Linked DNA regions of Sus scrofa: region 1 is linked to region 2. A link is a contact called in public Hi-C data. All regions are on one chromosome and are shown on one strand. Each heading gives the region's core, a stretch centred on a gene start, on an enhancer-like site or on the middle of the called end of the contact. The rest is flanking DNA. Distances are from core to core; before and after follow the strand shown. Region 1 overlaps MBNL2 (muscleblind-like protein 2). Region 2 overlaps MBNL2 (muscleblind-like protein 2).

Region 1 (2,948 bases), core at 202-2,701, 77 kb before region 2:
GAGCATAGAGTTTGAGGTGTTTCAGTGTTGTTTCGCTTTTACTCCTCAATCCTTAATTATCCTGAAATCTTAGGCTCATGCTCCATCCGCTGAGCATGCTCATGGATCAAAGAGTTTACAAAAAATTTTTCTTTGGAATTTACCGGGTATTCTTAATCTTGCGCTTAATATTGATAACATGAACGACACAAATAACAAACACATAATACATATATTTATAAATATCATTGTCAGGGAAGAACTGCTAGTAAAATTGTAAGTGATGTTCTTCCCAGGCTCCACCCCCAAAGTCGATGTGCTTAACGTGGTGGTTCATATCTTGATCCTTTGCGACATCATAGGAAGGGTCACTGACATGACTCAAGCCTTGTGAGAGTCAAACGTACTCGGGAAATAGAGTTTCACTGACCAGGGGCCAAGCGAGTTTAAAGGATCAATCACAAAATTATTCATTGCTTCCTTCTAACTTTGGAGCGTTATCCCACATTCCATCTTTAGCTCATGAAATGTACAAAATAAAAGTTACTAAGATGTTCCCACAGATTCTGAGCAAGCCTCCCCCTATGCGTGGAGTGACTTCAGGCTGAGACTGCATGAGCGTAGACCAGCTCTCAGTCATTCACCTGGGGCTCTGTGTGCAGCCAGCTTCATTCCTGGTTTGAATGAATAGCAAGCTGCTTTGCTAAAGTCCTTGTGAATCATTTTTACATATGTCATTGTCTACCAGTCCTGCTGGGAAGGACAACTTGTTCCCAACTCTGCGGATTTAATTTGCTTTCTAAACGACGCAGTCACGTACTGAACATGAAAGCTTTATGGGTCCACCAGGTGGAGCTCCAAACTCTTTTCCAGCCCCATGAGAGGGCTCCGTATTCACGGAGATGGGCTTGATCAAAACAGTAGAAATGGGAGTTGATAGTCTTTTCGTTGTGGGATCCATATACTCCAGATTGAACCTAACATTGAGCAACGGTTTTATGGTTTTCAAGATTTACTGGGTAAATATTTAAACGAATGCACATTGAACGAACATTCTAGAATGATCTAACATAAAGCAGTGGCATACATATATACCACCTAACAACTGGAATCAAGCTCTTTGAAAAATCTATCAGGCTCTTTAGACACCCATATGAAACACTCTATTAAATATCATCAGATACAGTAGTTAAGATAAATGGATGACTCCCCTGATTAAAGAGAAATCTTACCCAGTATAGTATAGGTGAGTTGGTCTGACACATGGCTTAAGAATTATGTTTTACAAATATGTGAATTTGTTTCCCTGACTCTTGTAAAAATACTTGAATTTAAGTTAAAGTACCTCAAATCAATAAGGAAAAATTCCCAGCCTCCAGCTCCCCTTGCTCACCTGCATACAACCTGGGCTGACAAACCAGAACACGACTAGGTCTCAACCTTCTGCAATAGGACCACAGCACTGGGTCAGTAGTCACAGACCTGCTTCCTCCCACCCCATCTCTGGGCGTCTCCCTGGCCCTGGCTGCCGGCCTACGAACCTGCTGTTCCCAGACCTTTCGGATCCAGCAAAGGTGAATGTCTGGCACAGCTGGAGGCCTTCGGGCGCCACTCCACGCCCGCGTTGTGACTGATTCAGTGTTCCATGTGTTGTTACACATTTTGCCCCTCAACACACAGTCCACACAACAGATTTGTGTTTGTATTAAATGAATTCTTTTCCCTTTTCAGGCTACTTTATACTTGGCCTTACAGTCAAAGGACAGAATTAGGAATGCATGATTCATTTGCGGTGGATGTGTGTGGATGGCTGTTTCCTAAGACTGAATATCTTGCAAACATTCTCTCACAAAGAACTATACTTCGACCGCAAAGACATCTCAGAGCACAAAAATAATTGAAGTACCTCCAGTTTGTCAGTCCTGAGAAGTTTCTGAGTTGCAGTTGAGCCCGGGACAGTGACAGGTGGACTTCCGGGAACAATGACAGGTGTGGTGGGTAGAATTTCCGTTGGGACTAACCCAACTCCAGGGGTTACAGGTGCTAAGTAAGGAGCAAAGCTAATCGCCGTATTTGTCCCTATTGCGGGACCTACAGGAAAAGTGGGCTGTTAAAGGAAAATAACACAGGACAAAGATTTCTTAGAATAAAACTTTAAAAAGTCACCCGCAAGCGTCATTTGAGCAAAACTTATTCTTTCCATGCAAGACTCTTTGTGCTAGTTGCATAAATCAGTGCTGAACTTTGAAAACTCACTGAACTTCTCTGTTTTTGTTTAGTAAAAATGAAATCTGTGGAGATCCTCTCTTCCCCAAATCATACAAACACCTGCAAAACATCCTAGAAACCTAACTAGAAGGGCCAGGTTAAATGTTTATTCCTGTGAACGTGTTCTCAGAAAAGAAAATAATTTCACTCTAACTACTCATTCCAAACTACTGAATGTTTTAACACGAAGGTGGTAATAAGACTTATGGAATGCTGGCTCATGACCTTTGATTTCTCCTACGTGTCTTTCAAAGGGAGAGGCAGAAAGAAAAACCTTGCTTATCACTGGTGTTTCGGCTGACCAAGCTTATACATTCTCAAAAAGTGGGGACTGCTTGGTATTTTGTTTCGCTCCGACTTACCAGTATATTTCTATGTTCCATCACTAGCATGTACAATCCCAAAATGCACAGGCAGTTTTCATTTAGACCAGCTAGTTCTTGCTCTAGTTTAACTATGTCTAGATCTAATCTTTCTTTCCTGAAAGGTTGGATGGAAAAGTCTGAACTTTTCAATGGGCCATTAAAAGTTGGTTTGGTTTCCTACGTCACAAAATCAATGCAGCAGTGACAAAGGCACACAGTACCTACAAATATACCCTTTGTCCAGGGGTAAGAAGAAATATATTAGAGGGTTATTTTTAAAAGCTTCACCTGAAAATATGCCTTTCAGAAGGGAAATAATGTACCTTTAAGAGAACA
Region 2 (3,259 bases), core at 235-2,734:
GTGAATTTGTTTCCTGATAAGACTGAGCTCCAAGACGGCCCATCCCTGGCCCTGGTGTTCCCCACCAAGTGAAGGCCCAATTTCTGAGCCACACGGACCCTCAACACGGGGTTGGCGGGAGGATCTCTGAAGACCAGAGAGAGTACATTTTCGTCTGTCCTGGTCCCCTGAGGCAGTGCCACTGCCGGGTCCCATCCTTCTTGAGATTTGTGATCCGGTGTTGAATACATCCCAGAAAGATTCTGCCGGGAAGAACCTTCTAGCTCTCCAACCTCTTTTTCAGGTAGGCGGTAGATGGGCCTCTGGGCTAAGAAGAGCTGAGACCTGTCAGGCTAAGTTGGTACTTGCTTCTCTTTGACGCATCAAGGAGAAAGTTACTGGCAGGAGCTGAACTCTGCTGGAGTAGAAAGGTAAGATGACCACTTCAACCCCTCCTGGGGTCAAGGAGACCTCCCCAATCACACATGCGCAGAAAGACTCCTGGGGGTCAAAAAAGGAGGGGGTGCCAGGCCATAATAGATCCTGATGCTGCACCAGAATGCTTTGCGCTGGAATCCATCTTTGCTAAAAGATGCACATGCATGTCAGGGAGGGCCCTGGGTCCAGACAGGTGTGAGAAATAAAACAAGGTAACTGGCCAAAGGAAGCAAAACCCTGGAAGAACCGTGCTTTATAAGTGATTTAAATCACCTCTCGGGTGCGCTGCTCACTCAGGGAGACGCCCACACCCTCACTCCTCTTTTGGGTGTGTATCGCCTTGCCTCTGTCTTAAACTATTTCTCTGTGTGCTCTCCCACGTGTGGTGCTGTGTTTCCAACAATAAACTTCATACCTGTTTTTACAGCCCTTGCCTCCCTGAAACATTCTTGCTTTCAACAGGGAGCAAGAATCAGGGCAACCCTGCTTCCAACCTCTAGCTAGTCAGCTAGGACTCCTGGTTTGCACCCAGGCTGCCCAGGATCAATTCCTGAGCAGAGAATTAAGATCTCGCTTCAAGCCATCACTCACCGTTGTCTCTCTGAGATCACTTCCACGGCCAATGCCAAACCCCACCCCACTAACTTTGCGGAACGCAACTCCTCTGTCACGGAACCAGATATGGGTTAGGTAGACTGGATGTTTGAAGGGTTCAGAAGCCCGCAGAAGGAGACTCATTTGAACACTGTGGGAAAGATACCAGCAGGGTCAGGCAGGCAGGTGACGGTACTTCATTAATATTTAACCAAATAAGAATTTCCCTACAGAGCACCATTTGACTTCAGCACAAAAAAATAGAACCCAGGAATTCAGGATCAAGGAGAGGTCAATCGACTAAAATAGGACTTTAATTTTATTGTCATTTCACTCACCCTAGAAGTTAAAAAAAAAAAAAATCAATTTCCTGCCACACTTTTTAAAAAATCACCATTGACAAGGCATGACTCATGTCCCAAGTACAAAGCAGGCTCCAAAAACAGTGTGAGTCAACAGTTCCTCTTATCTTTCAGGAAACCGAGCTGCTAGAATGGAAATCAACAACAAATATTACTGCACTTAGAACCGGGAACGCTGAGGAATGTAAAAGGGTAAACCTGGCAACAAAATGGATATTCTATACAAATGCACTGCAGGCCGATGCTGATACCCGGCCTTATTGGGTAACATGTTGCTAATTGCAGGAGGCAGGTAGCATCAGCACTCACGACTTGTTCCATCAAGCTGGCCCTCCCAGGCCTTCCTTCTGGTGCTGCCTCTCCGCCCAGACAGGGCCCTCCCCAGAGCCTAATCACCACCCTGGCTCTGCTTCCCCGCTGCCGCCAGTTGTCATTATTTCTAAGCAACGTCACCCAGGGCTGCGTCACCATGGCAACAGCGGGCCACCGCTTTGAAGAGTGCAACAGGGAAAAGAGGGAAAGGAAAAAAAAGAGTCACGGGCTGGACGGCTCCTGGTCACGAGCTACTTCGGAAGTGGCAAACAGGCTTCTTCCCATTTTACGGCGGGGGAGACTGAGGAATGGGCGGAGCTCCCCCTCCTTCCTGGGAAGGAGGAGCAAACTGGAAATAAAACCTGATGACCACGCCCTGCCCAAGGGACGTGCTCCCCTTTTGATGTGGAGCTCGCGGAGCCATCTCCCAAGCATCCATCGTGAAACACAGGAACAAACACACAACGGAGAGGGGGGTCCTTAGTTATCCTGTAGATGAACCAAGAGATCCTTAGACCTCTATTTTAACGTACCAAACCCTGCTCTCTTAACTACATATTTTGCACATTTTCCCCCCCAAACACACAATCCTTATTTAGATGTAAGTGGTCCTGCCTGCTCAGGTGTACTGACATGAATTTCACTCAGTTCCTTAATTCTGCTCTGCCATTGCATTTCTTTCAAAAAACACATCCATTTTCCTTTAAGTGTTTTTTAGGAGGTATACTGCTGCGTCGGAAAATTAATAACCTGGTATAACCTGTGATACCACCCTCACGACAGGCTCTCAAGTCACCTGTTCATTATTTTTCAAAATGATTCTATCATCTGGGCTCCCATGTGCATACTTCAATTGCTCTTCTAGCGCTGCTTATTCCTGAAACTGGTCTGACCTCCTTCTCTAAGGAAACCAATAGCTTTGAATCAAACCAAATCTGACAAGATAAAATGAGAGAGAGGAAAAACGGCGGAGCCGGAATAACACCTTCTGTGGCATGCAGATCATTCCGCAGCTGCCTATCCCAGTCCCTGAATTTTTCTGTTTTGTCCCTAACACTATGTATGGAAAAGCAACTTGACCGTGAAGTAATGCTTTTACATTTCAAGTATTATTTTTCTAATGCAGTGTCTTTGGTGGGGGGTGGGGGTGGAGTTTTGCTTAAAGCACACAAAAGTTCCCAGGCCAGAGATCAACCCCCAGCCACAGCAGTAACCCAAGCCACAGCAGTGTCAACGCCAAGTCCTTAACTGCTAGGCCACCAGGGAACTCCCCCGATGGAGTCTCTTTTTAACAGAGATGAAATTGGAAGTCATTTTTATGATGACAATAAAACTCTATGTGTAGATGTAAATGATGTCTAGCTTATTGAAATGGGTCATCTTGGCAGCAATCAAAATGACCTTCCTAGGGTTTTACATAATTCTGCATCTAAATGAGAAATGAATGGTTTACTTACATCCATGCTACTGAGAGTTAAGCGATGGCGCTTACACAAACACATGCCCTTGAGCCAGCCTTTAAACTTGTAACTTCCTTTACCCCATCAATGCTAGGTTGTTGGCCAAAACTCTAC

What was found. A called contact is a pair of places that touch in the nucleus more often than the background predicts.
Region 1: a Hi-C map of embryonic fibroblasts shows a contact between it and region 2, with 5 times the contacts expected there. The contact joins two enhancer-like sites. A contact is called at or near these places in 5 of 47 Hi-C or Micro-C datasets (embryonic fibroblasts, liver and skeletal muscle) and 1 of 2 datasets of contacts at active chromatin or transcription factors (skeletal muscle).

What each region holds. Positions count from the first base shown.
Region 1 is chr11:66,594,029-66,596,976 of Sscrofa11.1, reverse strand. It overlaps MBNL2 (muscleblind-like protein 2), which reads right to left. Exons shown (of 10, transcript XM_021065800.1): 4 at 1,886-2,086. Among named protein-coding and RNA genes, the nearest start is that of RAP2A, 84 kb to the left of the region's middle. Within about 2 kb of position 1,451, at least 17 of the 83 cell types and tissues checked have an H3K27ac peak or open chromatin away from gene starts, as enhancers often do. A contact at or near this core is called in embryonic fibroblasts and skeletal muscle, where this site is marked.
Region 2 is chr11:66,517,121-66,520,379 of Sscrofa11.1, reverse strand. The region is part of intron 1 of MBNL2 (muscleblind-like protein 2); the gene reads right to left. Among named protein-coding and RNA genes, the nearest start is that of MBNL2, 37 kb to the right of the region's middle. Within about 2 kb of position 1,484, at least 54 of the 83 cell types and tissues checked have an H3K27ac peak or open chromatin away from gene starts, as enhancers often do. A contact at or near this core is called in embryonic fibroblasts and skeletal muscle, where this site is marked.